Linked DNA regions of Mus musculus: all the other regions are linked to region 1. A link is a contact called in public Hi-C, HiChIP or PLAC-seq and promoter capture Hi-C data. All regions are on one chromosome and are shown on one strand. The core of a region is the stretch at or near the end of the contact, and the rest is flanking DNA. Distances in the headings are between cores, read along the strand shown. Region 1 holds the start of Hnrnpab (heterogeneous nuclear ribonucleoprotein A/B). Region 2 holds the start of Ltc4s (leukotriene C4 synthase). Region 3 holds the start of Maml1 (mastermind like transcriptional coactivator 1). Region 4 holds the start of Sqstm1 (sequestosome 1). Region 5 has its middle 6.2 kb from the start of Hnrnph1. Region 6 holds the start of Tbc1d9b (TBC1 domain family, member 9B). Region 7 holds the start of Cnot6 (CCR4-NOT transcription complex, subunit 6).

Evidence for each region. Promoter capture Hi-C pulls out the DNA fragments that hold promoters and counts their contacts. Hi-C and Micro-C count contacts between places; a contact is called where the count stands out from the background. HiChIP or PLAC-seq counts read pairs in DNA pulled down with a chosen protein or histone mark.
Region 2: a promoter capture Hi-C map of liver shows a contact between it and region 1, with 5 times the contacts expected there. The contact joins the promoter of Ltc4s here to the promoter of Hnrnpab in region 1. A contact is called at or near these places in 4 of 39 promoter capture datasets (the 3T3-L1 cell line, hippocampal neurons, liver and 1 more), 3 of 115 datasets of contacts at active chromatin or transcription factors (astrocytes, large pre-B cells and pancreatic cancer cells) and 1 of 9 other capture datasets (macrophages).
Region 3: a contact with region 1 is called in a promoter capture Hi-C map of liver, with 5 times the contacts expected there. The contact joins the promoter of Maml1 here to the promoter of Hnrnpab in region 1. A contact is called at or near these places in 8 of 39 promoter capture datasets (the 3T3-L1 cell line, the C10 cell line, cranial neural crest and 4 more), 2 of 484 Hi-C or Micro-C datasets (embryonic stem cells and muscle stem cells), 7 of 115 datasets of contacts at active chromatin or transcription factors (embryonic forebrain, embryonic stem cells, forebrain and 4 more) and 1 of 9 other capture datasets (macrophages).
Region 4: a Hi-C map of B cells shows a contact between it and region 1, with 6 read pairs. The contact joins the promoter of Sqstm1 here to the promoter of Hnrnpab in region 1. A contact is called at or near these places in 4 of 39 promoter capture datasets (cranial neural crest, embryonic stem cells, hippocampal neurons and 1 more), 1 of 484 Hi-C or Micro-C datasets (B cells), 3 of 115 datasets of contacts at active chromatin or transcription factors (extraembryonic endoderm stem cells, large pre-B cells and stem cell-derived neural progenitor cells) and 3 of 9 other capture datasets (adipose tissue, liver and macrophages).
Region 5: a promoter capture Hi-C map of liver shows a contact between it and region 1, with 6 times the contacts expected there. The contact joins the enhancer-like site here to the promoter of Hnrnpab in region 1. A contact is called at or near these places in 10 of 39 promoter capture datasets (3T3-L1-derived adipocytes, the C10 cell line, cranial neural crest and 4 more), 7 of 115 datasets of contacts at active chromatin or transcription factors (the 230-238 cell line, cardiomyocytes, embryonic forebrain and 4 more) and 2 of 9 other capture datasets (adipose tissue and macrophages).
Region 6: a promoter capture Hi-C map of hippocampal neurons shows a contact between it and region 1, with 4 times the contacts expected there. The contact joins the promoter of Tbc1d9b here to the promoter of Hnrnpab in region 1. A contact is called at or near these places in 2 of 39 promoter capture datasets (hippocampal neurons and liver) and 2 of 115 datasets of contacts at active chromatin or transcription factors (large pre-B cells and pancreatic cancer cells).
Region 7: a FOXA1 HiChIP or PLAC-seq map of pancreatic cancer cells shows a contact between it and region 1. The contact joins the promoter of Cnot6 here to the promoter of Hnrnpab in region 1. A contact is called at or near these places in 2 of 39 promoter capture datasets (liver and pre-B cells) and 1 of 115 datasets of contacts at active chromatin or transcription factors (pancreatic cancer cells).

What each region holds. Positions count from the first base shown.
Region 1 is chr11:51,605,575-51,608,274 of GRCm38.p6, forward strand. It overlaps Hnrnpab (heterogeneous nuclear ribonucleoprotein A/B), which reads right to left and starts at 1,307. Exons shown (of 8, transcript NM_001048061.1): 1 at 1,093-1,307; 2 at 766-1,012; 3 at 1-55. The coding sequence starts at 989.
Region 2 is chr11:50,237,164-50,239,863 of GRCm38.p6, forward strand. Ltc4s (leukotriene C4 synthase) reads right to left here and starts at 1,369. Exons shown (of 5, transcript NM_008521.2): 1 at 1,215-1,369; 2 at 178-277; 3 at 31-101. The coding sequence starts at 1,272.
Region 3 is chr11:50,290,880-50,293,862 of GRCm38.p6, forward strand. It overlaps Maml1 (mastermind like transcriptional coactivator 1), which reads right to left and starts at 1,457. Exons shown (of 5, transcript NM_175334.3): 1 at 847-1,457. The coding sequence starts at 1,182.
Region 4 is chr11:50,209,558-50,212,258 of GRCm38.p6, forward strand. It overlaps Sqstm1 (sequestosome 1), which reads right to left and starts at 1,263. Exons shown (of 8, transcript NM_011018.3): 1 at 996-1,263. The coding sequence starts at 1,200.
Region 5 is chr11:50,370,163-50,372,862 of GRCm38.p6, forward strand. No RefSeq gene overlaps it. Among named protein-coding and RNA genes, the nearest start is that of Hnrnph1, 6.2 kb to the right of the region's middle. Within about 2 kb of position 1,374, at least 159 of the 459 cell types and tissues checked have an H3K27ac peak or open chromatin away from gene starts, as enhancers often do. A contact at or near this core is called in adipose tissue, embryonic forebrain, forebrain and 2 more, where this site is marked.
Region 6 is chr11:50,129,974-50,132,887 of GRCm38.p6, forward strand. It overlaps Tbc1d9b (TBC1 domain family, member 9B), which reads left to right and starts at 1,387. Exons shown (of 22, transcript NM_001290760.1): 1 at 1,387-1,583. The coding sequence starts at 1,466.
Region 7 is chr11:49,711,302-49,714,134 of GRCm38.p6, forward strand. It overlaps Cnot6 (CCR4-NOT transcription complex, subunit 6), which reads right to left and starts at 1,421. Exons shown (of 12, transcript NM_212484.2): 1 at 1,053-1,421. It overlaps Gm36411 (a long non-coding RNA gene), which reads left to right and starts at 2,171. Exons shown (of 4, transcript XR_879826.3): 1 at 2,171-2,833.

The DNA of each region.
Region 1 (2,700 bases), core at 57-2,556:
ATCCTTTAAGTCTTTTTTGCTGGTATCCCAGCTCAGACCACCAACGAACATTTTTCTGCAAGTGAGAGACAAGACCACAAACCTTAGAAGCTGTAAAAGAATTCTGACACTTTTCCTGGCTGGGGAAGGGCTTATGGAGCCACAGTCCCATGGACCAGTCTGAGATGGTGCCCCCTTTCAAGTTAACCCTTGCGTCGCTCTGCAATCTCGACTCAACTGGAACTCACAGCTGAACGAGACTGTACAGCCACACACGGTACATACGGGACAAGAATGTGACCCATGACCCCTCACGAGTTTAAAATCAGCGTGCCCTGCACTCATGAATCTACTTGAGCTCACGGCCTCCCAAGTACCTGCCCCAAGGAACTCTGGGTTTCCCGGTGCCAAGACCGCCCCAGGGTTCAGGCTGGAACTCCGCCCCTCGACTCGCGGCAGGCTAGGCCCGGCCCGCTGCGCGCCAACTCCGCCTACGCAGCAGAGACGCAGCCCTCGCGGCCCGATTCGCGATCCGCCGCTTTTCCTCTTCCGGGGCCGCCCGCCCCGAGGCCCGAAGTAGCCCAAGCACCGCGCGAGCGGCCCAGATCGGCCTCACAGTCGACCCCGCAAACTCCTGCAAACTCCGAGGCGCGTAACCGCGCCCGGGCCAGGCGGCAAGCGCGCCAGGCAGGCACAGCTCCGCGGGCCGCCCGCCCCTCCCCCCGCCGCGTGGCGCCAACAAAAGACGGCCCCAGAACAAAGGCGGCGGCCCGCGGCCGCACCTACCCCGCGTCCTCCTCGTTCTTGCTGGCGTTGATCTGGTCGCCCTCCGCGCCGTTCTGGTTCCCGCTCGGTGCGGTCGTGGTCCCGCCCCCAGACCCGGCCGAGGCCGCGGGGGCCGCGGCAGCCGCGCTGGGCTCGACCGGGGCCTCGCCTTCGGGGGCGGCCTCGTGTCCGTTCTCGGTGGCGCCCGTCGTCTCCATGGGCTGCTCCTCAGCCGCGTCCGACATGGTCGGCCAGGCCGCAGCGGCTACTGCAACGAGCGGCGACAGCGCGTCAGGCCCCGCGGCGCTCCCCGAGCTCCCGCCCACCGCCCGCGGCCGGGCCGCTCACCTCGCCGCCGATGACGCCGCGAGGCCCTACTCGCCGCAGAAGGCGACGCGCGGGCTTGGCCGCGGTCACGCTCGCACCCCCGAGGGCTCGTCCGCAGCCACTGACTATCGCTCCGCTCGGCCGCCGCCGTACACTGCCGATAAAGAAGACCTTAACTCCGTCCCGCGCGGTGCCACCGCCTGACAATGCCAACTCGTGGAGCTCTTTATAATGCCGAAGCCGGGCACCACCTCGTAACAACGGATACTCTCATTGGGCAAAGCGAACCGCCACTCACCATTGTCCTAGCATCTTATTGGCTGCTTCTGCGCGCGCGCTCTAGATCCGGGCGGGCTTTGTCCTCATTTTAGAACGCGCGCGAGTCGGAGAACTGTCTACGGTTCCGGTCACCGGGCGAGCACGTCCAATGTCCCCAGCTGCCCGGGGTACACGGCAGTCTGTCATCCTATCCCTACATCCTATTCTACACTAGCAACCCCGGCCTCCCAAAAGAGGAGAATGAGCCGGAGGAAGTCCCCTAAATCCAAGGTCGCCCGGAGAAAGGAGCCTAATCTTGGAGTGCTCTAATCTACGGAGTGCTGCGGTCATCGGAGGCCTTCAGCACAGCCTGCTCCTAAACCTCGGCATCCTGAGATGCCAGGGCTCCTGCCCTCTTCAGTGAGCTAGCTGGGGCCATCCATGGAGGCCTGGCGCAGTGAACGTTGGACCGTAGTATTTCCAGTGTCTGCTTGACACCCATAGATACTTAATATCGCATTAGTGTTTAGCTTTGCCTTTAATTTTTATTTCTTTCCTTTGGTTCCGTTTTGTGTTTTTTGAGACCAAGTCTGGTATCCTCCGACTGGCCTTGAACTCTTGACCCTCCATTTTCACCCCCTCAGTGCTGGAATTATGTGCTGCACCACCACTGTGCCTAGCTTAATTTCACTGATTTTTAGATGATCCTAAATGGAAAAATTAAGAGTCTTTTCATGTAGCCCCAGGATATGATTACAGACATGTGTCACCCTGCCTAGTCTGACAACTTGCTTTTGGAAAAATAGCCCTGTTAAATGAGGTTATGGTAAAGAGGGGTAGTTTTCTTTTAAGCATTGACCATAAAACTTTAAAGGCCTGGGTTAGGCCATGATTCCTGTGTATGTGTGCATACGTTTGTGTTGAGTGTAAGTTCTATGCCCTGAGTGTGTAAATCAGACAAGGTATCAATCTTCACTTTCCATTTTGTTCTTTATAATTTTTTTTTCCTTTAAACAAACTAGCTGGCCCACAACTTCATTTTTAGACCTAGGCTGGTCTTGAAGTCACAGAAAACTGCCTGCCTGCCTTCTAAGTGCTGGAATTAAAGGTGTGAGTCATCCAATGGATGGATGGATATAGATAGATAGATAGATAGATAGAGATATATATAGATTTTTTTTTTTGAGACAGGGTTTCTCTGTATAGCCCTGGCTGTCCTGAAACTCACTTTGTAGACCAGGCTGGCCTCCAGGCAAATGGTCTCACAAGCTTTGGAGATTCTCTGTCTCCTCCCACATTGATGGAGTAAGCTGAAGTTAGATTTGTGCTCCCCTGTTCAGCTGTGGGCACTGGAGTCCTGAACTCAGGTCC
Region 2 (2,700 bases), core at 119-2,618, 1.4 Mb before region 1:
CCCGAAGTGTGCCCCCACGCTGCCCCGCACCTTCGTGGAAGAAGATGCCGGCGACCCAGAGTGTGGCGAGGAACAGCGGAAAGTACTCGCTGCAGTTTACCCTGCGAGGGGTAGGCTGGGTGAGCGCGTGGTTCACCTTGGCTGACACCCGAACCCGCCCGGACCCGCCGCGCTCACTGGGCTCGGAAGACGCGCTCGAACTCGGGAGGGCCAGAGGTGAGCGGCGGCGACACGTGGAAAGCCCTTCGTGCAGAGATCACCTGTAGGGAGAAGTAGGCTGCGGCCGTGGGGGTGTGGGAGTCAGGTGTGGTGCTCCGCAGATCTGGAGCGGGATCCGTCCCTTAGTTCCCCTCTCCTTGCCTCTCACTGAGCGACTCTCTTCTAATGCCCTTCTCCCACCTGCCCCATCAGTGGTGTTCAATGGAGAGGCCCTGTAGGCCTGAGGGTTGATTGACTAGGGTGATGCGCGGCTGAAACACCTGCCGGTGGGAGGAACCTTAGAAGACTTTACTCCTGAACGATTTGACTTGCAAAGCACAGGCAAATGCCTACCTCCCGTTCTGCAGGTCTGGACCCCCTGCGTAGGCAATGGACCAGGGCAAAATTGGCTGTATTCTTTAAGGAACAAGGAAGCACACGTTCTGTGGCTAAGGGACCCTGGTTTCCCCTCTACAGAATCAGCCAGAAGGGACTCTGCCACAAGCCAGAGTCAGTCTAGCTTGGGTCTCAGTACCACCACACAATAGCATAAATTCTTGTCTCAGTTTCTGTTTAGACATCATGGACCCAGCCTTAAATCTGGCAGATACTGTGCTCCAGATGCGTGGAGTTGGGACTCTCCCAACCTAAGCCCATAGCTATTCCACTAGTCACTGTATTGCACTCCCAAACAGATACCAGCTCCCACCACAAGGCAGGCACCTCAAGTGGCCCCTCAGCAGGGTGGCCATCCTTCACCTGGTCCTCCCCTGTAGACACTCCTTAGAGAGTGTCTATACCTGCTCCAGGGAAGTGGGGACTTCTCAGCTGGAACTTTGGCCCTCCAACAGTTCTTGAATTGCTTGGACCTTGGTACCAGGAGGCTAGCCTAGAAGCCTCCTGTCCTTCTCCTGAGCCTGGGCCTGCCAGCACCCCAATTCCCTACCCCAGGAGCCTGAAGAGAGCAGACTACAGGATGTAAGATCCACCCACCTCCCAGACAGGAGCCAGCCCACCTTGCAACAGAACTCCCACGAGGGTGACGGTAGCCAGAAGAGCCACTTCGTCCTTCATGTTGCCAGCCACAGGCAGAATTAGCTTTGGTGTTCTTCTTATCGCCCAGTGTGCTACTCAGACGCTGGCCCAGGAGAGGAAGAGCCTCGGCGCTCTCCACCCCTTTGCAGTAGAGGCGGGGAGGGGTGGGGATATGACTGTATCCACAAAGGCAGGGAGCCTGGCCAGGCTGGGAAGGTAGAAACCAGTGCTGTGGACAGCTTGACCACTTCCTTCCAGTTGTTCCTGGCCTTTCCGTGCTTAGTCCTGTGGTGGCGGAACTCATGCTGCTCACCCAGGCTCCCTCTGACTGCTCACCCATGCCCCCTCTAGCCTTGTGTGTTTCCAGCTACCATATCATCTAGACCCTGCATCCTTGGTAGTTTCCCACTGGCCTTTCAGACTTCCCCTTCATCCAGGGTTTACCCTAGGCTCTGGGCTCCTGGACTCCCACCCCTGACTTCCCCTACCCCAGTGATGACTGGGTCTGTATTCCCATCCAGGGCTACTCTGTAATGTCTAGTGCTGACACACCCTTCCCAACTCCCTATGGCTTCATAATGTCCAGGTGTCCCCAGCCACAATGGACCTACCCATGTTCTTCTTCCTCCTTGGCATCCTGAGGCCCATCCCCCTCAGAGCCCCAAAGGCTCATGAATGATATTTTTTATCCTTGGTTATGGGGAAATACTTGTCTCTAGGCTGGTGTATTTGCCCAGCATCCTACTTGGCTCCAGGCACTGACCCTTCCCTTCCTTAGCCTAGTCCTTTCCACACCAGACAAAGCTGACAACTCCCCACCACTGCCACACTTGTGGTGTAGTCATGTGTGCCGATGTTGACAGAAGAGAGACCCAGTTCTGGAAACTTCCATTAGCAGTCTGGGAAAGGAAGCTTAAGAGTACAGAAGCTGAGAAACTCTTGTTGTCGAGCCCTGGGGGCCACCTTGTGTGGTGTGTGCTCCTGGACTGTTCTTCCTTGTGAAATAGCCACTTCTCTTTTCCGATGAAGCTGGTTTGAGGTAGATTTGGTCAGCAGTGGCAAAATCCAGATCCATCTGGAAGAGTGGACGGAGCCATAGGTGAAGGGCGTGAACCAGCACAGGACAGGAGAGGAGCGTGTACTGGGGAACTAACAGGTCCTAGGCCACACTCCTGTCCCTGCAGCCAGCTTGGCCATATCATGGGTGTCATAAGACAGGGTCACCCTTGGGAGCTTCTGCTTCCCCACAGCCAGCCTCCGTCCTCGTTGCCTGAGGCCTTGGTCCCTGTGGACTCCCCAGAACCCCTTCGGTCTCTTTGTTCATTATTGCCCTCAGAAGATCTGAGGCCTACCTGCTGGGGCTCTGCAGGTTTCTCAAGATCACAGTTGGGTCAACGCTGGTCCTTGCATTACACCAACGTGTAATAGCAGTAGCTGGTGCTCTGAACTCAAGGAATGGTCAGGACA
Region 3 (2,983 bases), core at 207-2,706, 1.3 Mb before region 1:
AACAACTTAAGTGTTGTAAAATTTTACTTTTAAACTACCAAGAATTTTGTAACACCCATTCCCCTCCCCCGCCCCTCCACACAGGTTTCCGGTTTATAAATCAGTTTCAGGGAGGCAAAACTTCTAACCAATAAATCTCGGGATTAGCTACTAAAAACCAAAGGGCACAGCTGACCAACAAGTAACGTCATTTCCCCCGTTCAACAACTATTAATATTATCAGAGGTTTTTAACAGGCTTAGTAGGTTAATTTTGGAACTGTCAATAATATAGCAGGAATCAGGCGTTCACAAATTCCAAAGTTCCCTTTTGCGGGGGTTGGGGGAAAACGAATGCCTTTTAAGCAACTCCGTTTACCGAAGCTTCCAAAGACTTTTCAATTTTCCATTCCGAAACCGCGGGATACTGTCAACTGAAGGGAGACTTATTTCCATATTAAAGCCCTAACTAACCTCCACGAAGCAAAGATCCAATCAACATCTGCAGACTAAGCGAGGCCAGGCCTACGGTGCAAGAACGCCCTACATCCTAGGCAACTCCAACGCGGGTCTGCTCCAAGACGAAGTTCTCATCAATTGGAAATTAAGTTTAGGAGAAAAGCCTACCAGCAACTAACCTCCTGCTTTTCCAGCCCCGATTTCACTCAAGTCCTCAAGGGGACGTTTTCCCAAAGTACACCGCAGTGCCACTTCTGGAAGATGACAAGCGCCCTGCCATGTTAGCCACCTCCCAGGACCCAGACTAAGAAATGGGGGCGCTCGGGAAAGTTTCCCCAAGGCCCGATCCGCGCCGGAAGAGGCGTTTTCGGGAGTGAGTATTGCTGTGGCAGGCGCCAGCCTTACTCACCGCGACCGGGCGGCCGTGCTCCGGGCCGTCCGCTGCGTCCAGGCGCGCGGCCGCCGGGGCCGAGGCGGGGGCCGGAGCGGCAACCGGGGCCGTGGCGGCGGCCGGCGGCTGCCGGTGCTTGCCGGCGCGCTTGGCCTTGGCCTGGATGCAGCGCTGGTGCAGGGCAAAGGTGTGCTGGCGCTCGAGCTCCAGGCGCTCGGGAGACACAGCCTCGTAGCGGGCCTCACAGGTGCTGTGGTGGCGCCGGCACAGTTCGATGCGCCGGCGGAGGCGCTCCATGACCGCGCTGTGCCGCGGCAGCGCGAACTCCGCCATGGGGCAGGTGGGTAGCACCATGGGCCGCGGGCGGCACTGGCCGGGCCCGGGCCTCCCGGCGCCGGCTGCCACTTCGGGTTCCTCCGCTTCTGACGGCCCGGATCCGCCTCACGCCCGCGCCATGTCCGGCCGGGCTGTGGAGCGGGCTCGGGCGCGGCGGCGGGTCTTCCTCCGGCCCCGCTCGGCCCGATTCCAGGCCGGGGAACACCGCCCGCCTCAGGCTTCGGCCTGTCCGCTATACCCCTGCCCCATTGTTTTCCGCGCCGCTGCCGCCGCCATCTTAAAATTGTTTTCGGGGCTTTCGGAAGAGGGCGGGGCCTGGGCCGGCGAACTCTGCGTCACTGCTGATGGACCGAAGCTCTAGCCAATCAAAGGAAACCCGCTGCCCGAGGGCGTGGGGGACAAGCACGTCAGGAATTTTCGGGTATTTAAACTGAACACTCTGGCGAGGAGGGAAGCCCGAGGCGGGCTCAGTGCGGGAGAGTGAACTGTGACTGACGGGAACCTATCCAAGAAGAGCCACGTTTTCTGAACACCGCCCCCTGAAAGCAGTCCCTTCCGGGTTCGTGAGGAACGCGGGTTAAGTCTGAGTGAGGTGGAAGCCTTAAGACCCAGATGTCCAAAGCTGTCTATCTTTTTAGTCCACCCACACTATTTCGAGGTCAGCCATTTCCGACCTCATTCTTTACATACAGCCACGTAATTGATCAGAATTGTTTTGAGCTTGAGCGACCTAGTAGAGATAGTTATCACTGACTGGTACTGTGAGCAATAGCTCATTACTTGGAGGGGTGAGGGTGGGAAAGAGCCTCAATACTGGGGACTGGAGTTATTTAGATCTACAGGGGCATACACTTAAAAACCGACTGATATATAAAATTGAGTCACTCAAAATCCAATCCAAAGCACTGGGTTCCAGTGATGCCACTAGCAAGCAAGTGAGCGAAGGTAAAAAGCCAGGAAAGGACCAAAAAATGTTCTGGATGGTTACTGACACCCAAACTGCCATAGGAGATGCTGGGAGGCTTTGCAATAGAAGACCTCACGAGCCACTCAAACATGTCACCCTTTAACCTCTTACTAGAGTTCATTAAAGTTTTATTTTTAAAATCACAAAGAAAAAAAGCTAACAGCCAAGTGTTTTTATACACATGGAGTTAAAATAAGAAAAAGGAATTCTAAGTTTTTGGTGGCGGGAGTGGCAAAGATAAGTGAGCACTGCTTCTTCCCAGTGCCAAGCATTACAATCAGCACTCAAGTGAAACCAGCAGCTTTTGTATGCAGTGATGAAGGACTGAACCCAGGACCTCATGAGTACGCTGCAGCTGTCTTCACATACACACTAGAAGAGGGCATCGGATCCCATTACTGATGATTATGAGCCACCATGTGGTTGCTGGGAATTCAGGACCTCTGGCAGAGCAGTGGGGTACTTAGCTGCTGAGCCAACTCTCCAGCCCACCATTAAACTGTAGTGTCAGGTACCCCAGATTGCCCTCAAATATATTGTCTGAGGCTGGCCTGCCTCTGCTTCTGATCACACCATTACGCCCAGTTAGAAGTGCAAGGTTATCTTCAAAACTCTATAGTGTATGGATTCAGGACGCAACCTAAAACACAAAATATCCTGGGCATGACTTCCAATATCCTCAAATATGAAGCCTGAGAAACTTTTTTTCTAATAAAAGCTGTTAAAAGATATATATATATATCCTAAAGAATAGTATCTAGGAGGACAGGGTGTAGCTCAGTGGTAGAGCACTGGTTCAAATGCCAGCAATGAAAAAGTTTTTGGGCTGAGGTCCATTTTACACAATGGTAA
Region 4 (2,701 bases), core at 13-2,512, 1.4 Mb before region 1:
GCCTGGAACTGGAAAGGATACAAGATGACAAACAGGAAAAAAATTATATAATAAAATAATAATTATTACAATAATTGTTATATAATTTTTATGTAATATATAAATAAAATTTATAAAACAATGAAGAGATTCTAAGCCGAATGTGAAAATAGTTATACAACTCATTTTTTTTTTTTAAATGCAAGGAGCTGGGGAGGTAGCTCAGTTGCTCGAGGGCCTAACATGCATGAAGCCCTGGACTGGATGCCTAGCACAAAGATGACTCAGAAGGACAATTTAGAGATACAGGCCATCCCGGCCATATAGTAAGACCTGTCTCTGCTAATACGAAAGAATAATCGTTATACACTTTTACTGGGTGAATTGCACAGGTCCTAGGTTATAACGCAGTTACACTGAAAATTTTCTGTCCAGTAGTCCCTGTGATTCCTGCACTAGAAAATTGAGACAAGAGGATTGGAGTGATTGAGGACGGCCTAAACCACTCGTGAATTCCAGGCCAATCAGGCTACGTGGCTTTATTTCAGAAAAGAGAGAGACTGACCAACCAACCTGGCCTACCCACAGTCCTCCATAGAGATCGCAAAACCATTCCCTCCCACAGGGAGGGTCTTGTCCACTCGTCTCTTGTCAACAACCTCTAGCTCCACCCCATGCAGCCACCAGCCACTCCAACGCAAGAGACTGAGCTAGTTCCGGGGTCCCCTACCTCCCTTCCCACGGGCTGCCCCACCCCGCCCCCGCTGCTTATTTATCCGCGTCACTCCTCTCCACCCCTCCTCCACGTCTGCCTGGTCCCAGGTCTTCCGGGGCTTTAACTGAACCCACCACCGGGCGTTACGGGGAGCAAGCGAACCGCTGGATGTTAGATGTAACCTGAGCGGCCGCCTGACCACCCTGTCCCCGCGGGGAGCCAGAGGACACGCCGCCTCGTCCTCGCCCAGACCTACTACTCCCTGGCGGGGGAGGTTGGCTTCCCCGCCCCAGGCCCTCACCGCGGTAGTGCGCCTGGAAGCCGCCAGGCCTCAGCGTGGGGAACAGCACAGCCACTCGGCTCAGCAGCCTCTCGCAGGGCCCCGGGCCGGCCGCGGCTTGGGCTTCCGCCTCCGGCTCCGGGCTGAAGCAGAAGCTGAAGCGGCGGATCTCGCGGGTCGCCTCCTCCTTGCCCAGAAGATAGGCCTTCACCGTGAACGACGCCATAACCGCGGTCTAGGTACGGACGAAACAGCTGGGCAGCGGCGGCGCCGAGAGCCCAGCTTTTATAGAAAACGGGGGAGCCCCGCCTCGTGGGGGCGGAGCCTCTATGAGCCCCGCCCCTCCCCTAGGCTGGGGCGGCCGCTGGAGCCCCCTTGATGGGACCCTTGAAAGGTACGGGGTCGAGACGACCCCACTGCCTACTCTTTTCTTTCCCACCGAATACATGGGTGACCACAAGAGACCAGCCTCAGCCTCAAGTCGTTGGGAAAAGGACCCGTAAGTATCGAGCCTAGGTACCTCCCAGGCTTGGGCCTGCCTATGACTCAGCAGTGTCGTCCCCAAGCCAGGGGGGATGTACGGCCCAGAAGCTAGGAGGACACAGATGTCTACTGTCAGGTAGCCATTCTTTTAGCCAAACAGGCTGTCTCACAGGATGCTATTCCGACCCTCCTAAACATAGTGTCCCCGGTAGTAGCCCCCACTCCCACCCCCTTCCAGGCATCCACCATGACCAGCCCCTCACTGAATAAAGGAACATCACCCACCATCTTAGGCCTCACCCAATTTAACAAAGATCAGGTTGAGAGGTGTTGGACAAGCACTGGTGACTTCTCACAAACCCACCCTGTAAGAGGGGTAGCCAGGGCTCCAGAGGCAGCAGTAGTCACAACCTGTTCATTGCAACCAGAGATTCCTCACTGCAGCCCAGACACACACACACATACACACACATTCATATTCTCTCTCTCTCTCTCTCTCTCTCTCTCTCTCTCTTTCTCTCTCTCTCTCTCTCGGAAGGTACATGTATCTCAGGCCTTAGTGGCTTCAAAGCACAAAGGGATCAGACCACCTGCCCTCCATCTAGGAACCAAAATACAAGCTATAGCCAGTCCTGTGCCACAGGTTGGTTATTCCAGCTGTTTGAGGTGCTGAGGCAGGAAAAGACCAAGTTCAAGATATTCTGCTTGAGCAACTTGGTGAAACTGTTTCAAAATAGAAAGTGATCCTAGTACTTGGGAGGTCAGAGGTTCCAGAGTTCAAAGCCAGCCTTGGCTGCATGAGGCTTCTAAGAAAGAAAAAAAGTCTGGGTGCTGGGGGGCGGGAATAAAGAATCTGGCTATACAGTTTAGTAAGGATACAGGAGATTTAGCTTAGTAGGGATACAGCTTATAGAGATTTAGCTTAGTAGGGATACAGGTCATGAGGATTTAGCTTAGTAGGGATATACCCGGGAGATATCATTAATGGGAATTTGGTGCATAGGGATATAGCTCAGTGACAGAGCACCTGCCTAGTATGTGTTACATCTTAGGTTCAACCCCCAATACAAACGCCAAAACCAGGAAATGCTGCTTTCTGTGGCCAGAGTGACCTGTTAGCTAGCATGATGACACACATCTGTAACCCCAGCCCTTGGGAAGCTGAGTCAAGAGGAATTCTAATTCAAGGCTCGGCCAGGCTTGCATAGCAAGTCCTACTCTCAAAAAAAAAACAAATTAAGCAG
Region 5 (2,700 bases), core at 124-2,623, 1.2 Mb before region 1:
ACACGTGGACATCATACACACATAGGCACGAGATGCGTGCACAATAATAATTTTTTAAAATAGAAGGGTTTCCCCGGGCATGGTGGCGCACGCCTTTAATCTCAGCACTCAGAAGGCAGAGAGAGGCAGGCAGATTTCTGAGTTCGAGGCCAGCCTGGTCTACAGAGTGAGTTCCAGGACAGCCAGGGCTACACAGAGAAACCCTGTCCCAAAAAAACCAAAAACCAAAAACCAAAAAACCCAAAACAAACAAATAGAATGGTTTCTGGGTAACAAGCCCTTAACCCTAGCTCAGGAGGCAGAGGTAGAAGGATCTCTGTAATTTTCAGGCCAGTCAGAAGAGAAACATGCTGAGACCTAGTCTCAAAAAAACAAAAACAAGAGGGCAGGAGAGATGGCTCCAGGATTCAGAGCACAGAAGGCTCTTCCAGGGGACCCAGGTTCCATTCCTAGCCCCCACAAGGCTGCTCATAACTGTCTGTAGCTCCTAGGGGATCCAATGCCCTCTTCTGGCTTCCGTGGGCACCAGGCACAGATGTAGGCAAAGCACTCATACACATAAATTAAAACGATTGTTTAAAAATACACGAAGGACCCAGCACTCCGGAGGCAGAGGCAGGCGGATTTCTGAATTCGAGGCCAGCCTGGTCTACAAAGTGAGCTCCAGGGCAGCCAGGGCTACACGGAGAAACCCTGTCTCGAAAAATCAACAAAACAAAACAAAACAAAACAAAACAAAACAAAAAACCACGAAGGAAAGGGAAGGGTTAAAAACGGGCCTGGGAATGTCGAGGAGTGTGTTGCCTGGCATTCATGAAGGCCTGGGCTAGTCAGCAGTAGTGGACAAAACTGGCCGGGTGTATGAAACAGGCAGGATCAACTGTGGGGCTCAGGGTCCTCCTCAGCTACCCGGGAGCCATGACGGCCTTGTGTGCCACATGACCCCACAGAACAAACTGCTAAAAATGGCTTTGTGTTATGTATATTTTATCCCTTTTAAAATATTCTTTTAAAGAATATTAGCCCTCAGTACATTTTATACACAGCTTGAGACTTAATTGCAGGGAGTGACCTTGGCTGAGGCGTTAGGAAGCCAGGACCACTTTCCACAAGATTCAAAATCTGTTAGTTGGGCTAGGGGTGCAGCTTAGAGCATCTGCCTAAGCTGGCAAGGCTCTAGAGGGGTGTCATTGCTAATACTCCCCCCACCCCACACACCCCCCAAAAAAAACCAAAACAAAGAAAAACATACAAAAGCCAAATAATTCGAAACAAAGACTTTTTTTTTTTTTCTTTTAAAGGAAGACGCCGAGTGAACTGAAGAGGGCGCAAAACCGCAGACCTTGACGGTAGCGGGCGAGGATCAGGGCCGGAGCTGTGAGATGTCTTCCCACACCGATTCTCATTGACCAGTTTAAAATGGTTGCCAGCCATCGCCTGGCATTGGGAGGGAGAACTATTCCATTTAGACCAAGGGGGTGGCAGGGCGAGCCCCACGGGAACCCACCTTGCTCTCCCGCTGCTCTTCCTAGGTCACGGAAGCTTTGAGAAACTGTCATCTGAGCAGACCCTGCGGGGGAAGGAGGGAGCTTCAAGCCCTGGTGCTGCTGCTCCTTTAATATTTTAGCCTTGCTGGGGATAGAATCCGTGACAAGCTAGGTAAACGCTCTCCCACTGAACTGAACCCTCGGTTCCCTTTCCACTCAGTGTTCTGATAATCCTTACAACTCTGAATTTTAAAATCCTATAATCCATCCATCCATCCATCCATCCATCCAATTTTTTTTTTTTTTTAATTATTTTCAGTGCACTGGTGTTTGCCTGTATGTAGGCAGGTCTATTGAGTCCCCTGGAGCTGGAGTTGACAATTGTGAGCTGCCATGTGGGTGCTGGGAATTAAAGCCAGATCCTCTGGGCAGTGCCCTTCATCTCTAAGTCATTTCTCTAGCCCCCAATTTTTTTTGTTTGTTTGTTTTTGAGACAGAGTCTCTCCATGTCCCCATGAAACTACAGAACTCCCTCTTAGGATCAGGCTGGTCTCAAACTTGTGGTCCTCCTGCCTCTGCCTCCAGAGTGCTACTAGGACTATTTGCTAAAAATTTAGATCCATAAGTAACTGAGCGTTCAGCATTATGGCAGTTACAAATACTGAGAAGAACAAGAGAAATCCGTTTGTGTCCCCACTATGGAAGGATAGTCTATGAGAACACTTTAGGCTACTTGCTCAGGTATCTGTTTCCATGTATGTGTGCAATTCTGTGTATTTCAGGAACCTGAGTACTACACCCACTTTTCTTCAGGTTTCCGCAATTCCTGCTGCTGAGCCTGAGGGCACACACCTTTAATCCTAGCACTCTAGCTCAAGCAAAGAATTTTTAAAATATATCTTCATGTAATTAATAGCATCAAAATGTACTAAACATACATTCTGAGAACCTTTGGCTTCTCTACTTTCTTTTTTTTTTTCTCCTCAGAGACAGGATTTCTCTGTTGCCCTGACTGTCCTAGAACTCACTTTGTAAACCAGCTGGCCTTGAACTCACAGAAATCCCCCCACCCCCACCCCGTCTTTCAACTGCTGGCATTAAATTCCTGTGTGATCATACCCTGCTTTGAAGCTTTTCATACATTAAAACAAGTTTTAATTATGTGTCTGCCCCTGTGTGTACCCTGGAACCACAGTGATGGCCACCTAACATA
Region 6 (2,914 bases), core at 137-2,636, 1.5 Mb before region 1:
CTATCTATCTCTGTCTCTATCTCTGTGTATATGTGTGTGTGCATCCATGAGTGAATGCTATTGCTGTTAATTTCAGCAGCCAGAAGAGAGTATCAGATCCCCTGGAGCTGTAACCCCCCCCCCCCCAATCTCCATCTTTTGCTGAGCCATCCCTCAGTCCACTACTTCTAAATTATTTTTGGTCTAGAACTTGCTAGGTAAACCATGCTGGTCTCAACTTCACAGAGATATACCTGCCTCTGCCTCCCAAGTCCTGGGGTAAAGGTGTCTACCACCATGCCTGGCTTACTTCCGAAATCTTGAGGGTAGACTTCTCCAGAGAGCACAGCAGCATTCGTCTGCGCGTCCAAAGTCCTCATTGAGGACTTACTATCAGGACACATTAATACAATGGGCTGAGAATCCAGTATCTGAGAGATGATGAGTTTAGTTATGTTTCATACATGGATATCATACTCACTCCCTCATGGAGTAAGATGATGGACAGCCAGACTGACTGGTTGCTGTGTACTCTGTCAGGATAACCGGAGTATATTGTACTTCAAAGTTGTAAGGAAAGCCATGTCTTGAAAGCTGAGTCACAAGCCGCGTTTCAGAAGGTTGTGGCTCACTCTGGCTGTCACCCATTACATCTGCTCAAACCTCCCAGAATGAATTTATCTCTCCTTCCTTTTACCCTCCTGCCATGTCCAGGTGACATGGGGACAGCTCATACAGCTGTCTCCCTAGCCTTTACCAAAATAAATATGGTCCGCCCCTTTTGTCCAGGCGGAGTCATTTGCACCTTTGAGTCAGAAACTATCTTGTTCCTAATTGTTTAACCGGGCTCTAGTTCACAGAGCCCGCAGTAGCTAGTTTTGCTTCATGGTTCAGTGGCAGAAGCCCTGGGCTGGGATCTGAAGGTGAATTTGTACTGTCAGAGACTGCCGCCTTCAGGCCAGGAGAGGTAAGAGCAGGGCACTGCGCCCCTAGATCATACTGCTGTACGCTTATGAAAAAAATTAAGTGCTCATCTGTGACCTCAGCCTCAAGGCCACCCCAATCCATCTGTCAGATGGGGTGAGCGCACTTATTTCAAAGGGCACCAGCTGCGCTTCCTGACAACTGGGCTCTTGAGGATCCCAACCTTAGACTTGAGTCAAAATCCCGAGGCTGACCAGGCGCTGCTGTACCCTTCTCCAGACGCTTTTTGCCACATTAACTCGCCTGGGCTGCACAGTAGGCAGAGAGCATGCGATCCCCTCCAAACTGGACAGCGGCAGCAGGGCTGGAGGGGACTGCCAGGCCAGGAGAGGTCGAGGAGGGCGACGCTGTGAGCCAGCGCGGCCGCTAGGGGGAGCCAACCTTCGGGCCGACGTCTCGACCCCGCCCCAGCCTCTCGGCTCCTCTCGGCTCGGCTCGGGCGCGGCGACGGCGGCGCGCGCTTCCGCCTCACGGGCTCTGGCCCGGTGCGAGCGGCCGCGGGATGTGGCTCGGGCCCGAGGAGGTGCTGGTGGCTAACGCGCTATGGGTGACGGAGCGGGCCAACCCCTTCTTCGTGCTGCAGCGGCGCCGAGGCCACGGCAAGGGCGGAGGCCTCACGGGTGAGCGGGGCGCGGGCGGCCGGGCCTGTGCGCACCGGGCCTGGCGGGGCAGCAGGACGCGACCCGCGGGCACGCGCAGCGGCACAGGGGGGTCGGAAGGCGGGTGGGGAGGACGATCCCGGGACAGGCAGCAGGGGAAGGACACCAGTGGCCTCCGCCGGGACGTGTGCACAGTCCTGTAAAGTCACATAGCAACCAGAAGCCAGCAGGGTTCCCCAGCTCGCCCTCTGCCTCAGTTTCTCCAGCTGCCTCTGAGGGACCAAGTGGCATAAGCACACGTTTCCTTTTGCCCTCTTTACTCCTAGTTCACTGAAGAGTTGCCTCTTGGCGAAGACCAAAGATGCCCTGACCTCCCCTTCCTCCGGTCTCTCCTCACTTGATGCCGTCAGAGCTCCCAATTCAAAGCTTGTTTTTGCATATTTATCGGTATATATGAAGTGTCCCTCAGAGCTACCCCGGGTGCCTCTCGGGTATCTGAGCACTACCACTCACACAGAAGCAGCTGGAGTGGGAGCCTCTGACTTTGTGTGACATGTGGCATTGTGGGAATCTATTCAGCAGGACTTGTTGGAAGCCCCGTGTGTCCCAGGGCTTGTCAAGTACTCCAGATCCGGCCCTGCAGCAGACCCCTGTACGTGGACCCTTCTGGGTGCCAGATCTTTCAATATGGAAAGTGAATTTTCTGTGAATGCCCTGGTTTTGCAGGGTGGCAGCTGACAGTCCTGCAGATGCAGTTGGTGGCCTCACCTAGGTGACATCAGCTGCCAGCATCTCATGAGCTACACTTCTTAATGTGGAAGGGACTGTACCTTTTCCAAGAAAACTCAATGTTCCCTTCCACAATCAGGCTCCTTCCCGGAGGGCCAAGAGATGACTGGAGTTGATGCTAGGCCTGGCTCCAGGACCCAATGTTTATTGAGAGTTAGGTAGCAGCCCTCTTGAACAGCCCAGTGATCAACCTTGGAAGCTACCATAAGGCCACTGAGGAACACAGGGCACCGTGGGACAAGTCCCTTTTGTTCTAGCATTCATCTGTGTCCAACCGCCTCCCGCCTCTCAAGGCTGAGCGTCCAGACTACGGTGCCAGCCATTCTGTGAATTCCAAATCACATTGAGCCAGGTTTGTGCAGCCTGCCATGGCCATTGGGCCATCACAGCCTCCTGAGCACTGTATACCTAAGAGATTCATCAGGAACGCAGGTTCCTTCGAGCCTCTTTTCAAAACTGACCAGCCTGGCCTGGAGAAGTGGGCTCAAGGGCTGCAAAACCAAGGTTCAAATCCCAGCACCCATATGGTGGCTCACAACCATCTGTAACTTTGGTTATAGAGA
Region 7 (2,833 bases), core at 171-2,670, 1.9 Mb before region 1:
GCAGCAATTACAAAAAGCAAAATACGCCTTCACAATCTTTTGACCAGCCTACAGAACGGTTGCGGGATGGTGAAAATTTCTAGTGTGGGAAAGACAGTGCTATTACACACCGAATTGTTTTTTCATTTATTCTCCAAAGTTAAAATTCCAAGCAGAGGCAGAGAAGAATTTAGACCTAGTAGTCAATCAGGCAATCTACCTGTAAAACAGGTTTACCTGTACTCAAATTCTAGCAGATTATTTAAACACAGTAACAAGATGGCCTGTGCACAATGTTGTCACTTGCAGAAACAGTTAAAAGTAAAGAATTACAGTTGCTTATGAGCAGTCTCTGAAGACCGTTGTCAGGGTAGAAAGAGTCAAGGCGGGGGGGGGGGGGGGGGGGAAGGGGGGGTCACCAAAGTAAATAACCACTGTCTTTGAAACTAGGTTAAACTAGGGAAATTTTCTTCCAGAAATTAGTACTTGAGTCCTGAGTCCAATAATCTCTTCAGCTGATAATCACTTCTTTGGCCACGTAATCCGCCCCGCCCCTACCAATATCTGCGTTAAACGGACTTTAAAATACTTTAGGAGAAAAAGGGTGAGCATTAAGTCAATCCACGGAGTGCCAAGTTCCACGCCGCACAGTGCACACCCCCCCCCCCCCAGCACAGCCACTTCTCCAAAGTTGCCACCGGTTTGTCCCTAGTCCCGGCACCCCAGCTCCTCTCTTGAGGTGCGTGACCGGCCGGAGGCGGGGGTCCGAGAAGCCAGGGTTCACGCCACCGCCCTCTGTACGCCACCGCACTGCCGTCAATCAACACTCCCACCCCCCACCCCCAACCCAGGCCGAGCCCCGGGACTCCGCGCGGGGGGCGCGGCCAGGGGACCGACGGGATGGCGATCGCTGTGTGTGAAGGAGGGGGACGGACAGACGTCACTCCGAGAACTCCTAAGTTGTGCGCGAGTGCGCGCTCGGGGTCCCCGCCGGGGCGCGACCCCTGGGGGGGGATGGGGGAGCGCAGGCAGCAGAGCCTCGGCGGGACGTCGCTCGGGCCCGTCGCGCTCACCTCTCGAGCTGCGCCGCCTTCCTCCGCCGCTGCCGCCGCCTCCTCCCGATGAGTGCAGCGGGGTCTGCCCTGTGGAACCACCATACCAGTCCCGCCCGCTGCTGCAGCGCCTCCGCCGCCGCTCTTTGTTCCCCCTCCTCGGCCGCCGCTCCTCAGCCGCCCGCCTCGGCCGCCCCGGACCCCACGAGCCGCCGCTACGCTCTGCCGCCCTCTCGGACCCCGGCCTCGCCCTCCTCGCCGCGCCGGCCGCCGCCTTCGCCTCCGCGCCGTCGACGCCGCCGCCACCGACGCCGACGCCTCCTCTTCCGCGCCCCCCTCGTTTTCATTGAAAGCAAACAAGCATCATGGCGGCGGCCGCCGTCCCCCTCCCACCCCAGCCAGCGAACGCCCCGCTCACCGCCGCCTCTCCAACATCCCGGCTTCTCATTGGCTGACGCTGCTGGGCGCGACTATCCCGCGTCGTGCGGGGGTGGACTCTTGGCAGCCCGACGCTTTAGCCCCGTCCGCGTTCCCCCCGGTCTCGGAGCAGTGAGCCGGCCCGGCGCGCTCCTGCCCGCCCTCCCAGCCTCTCTTCCCGCTCTCTCTGCGCCTTTCCTTCTCCGCGCCTTCTGTCTCCTCCTCTCCTAAAGCTGTTTCTCCGCGGTTTAGTTGCTCTTTTTCTTTCTCGTCCACTTTTATCTCCACTTTACCCTTGATTTTTTTTTCCTCCTCTTGATTCATTTTGCTTTTTCCTTGGCCTGTCAATCACTTGGGAGCACAGATTAAATTCTCAGACGTTTAACCCTATCCAGTGTCTTGATCTTCCGAGAAAGAAAACTTACACTCTTCAATAGTCAACTAATTGTTCCTGCCCTAACTATGCAGGAAAAAAATAATTAATAGGCAGGGTTTGTTTGTTTTTTAAATTATGGGGTCCTAATTTAAGTAACGAACTATAGCTGCATTCGAGGGCTAACATAGTCTACTCAGGACATGTGGTTTCAGGTAAACCGGAAAAGGAATGGGCTGATTAATGATACTTACATCAGGAAAAAGTACTTGGCTGGTATTCAGGACACAGGGATTAATCAAGCTCCACCTTGTCGAGTCAGCGTCATGGTGTACGGGCAAGAGTAACGCCCAACAGGCTTCAAATACACTGGCGATATAGACTGACAGGAATTGTGTGAAGGAAAATAGCTACCCCGACCTCCGTGGCAGATCAGCCCAGAACTGAGCGTGAAATGGCTTCCAGGAACTAACAAGAAAAAAAAAAATGCCTCTCAAGGAAGCCCATCTTTCGTTCCAGGATGTGGGACTTGCATGGCTGTTGCCTAAGGCAGAAGAGAACTAGGCGAGCAAAGCAGCGAGGGACAAAAGCCTTTCCAAGAACCAGATGTTCTGTTCAAGGCAGTTTGTGTTTGCCTGGCCCCAGCATTGCCTTGAGATCATCATTGCCTGCTATTTGCCAGGATAGCAGTGTCAGTCTAAGCTTCTAGTGCCATGAGACGCTGGAAAAGTTAAGGCAATGGAGACACCCATCATACACGAGGAAATGACAGGCGCAGACGAGCTACCTGAAGATACTCTTAAGCCCTGACCTACTCAGGCTGTTCAGTGCCTATTTCACACAAAGGGTACAACTAGGCGGAGGGGCCAGGGGTGTAGACATCCTGCTGGCCTGTTCCCTTTCCAGTGCTGTGCCCTGGGAACCTGTGCTCCAGCCTAGAGAAGAGGGTTTCTTTGTGTAATTCATCTTCCCAAGGGCAGCTGCACTTTTTGACAGTGACTGTATGCCTCCA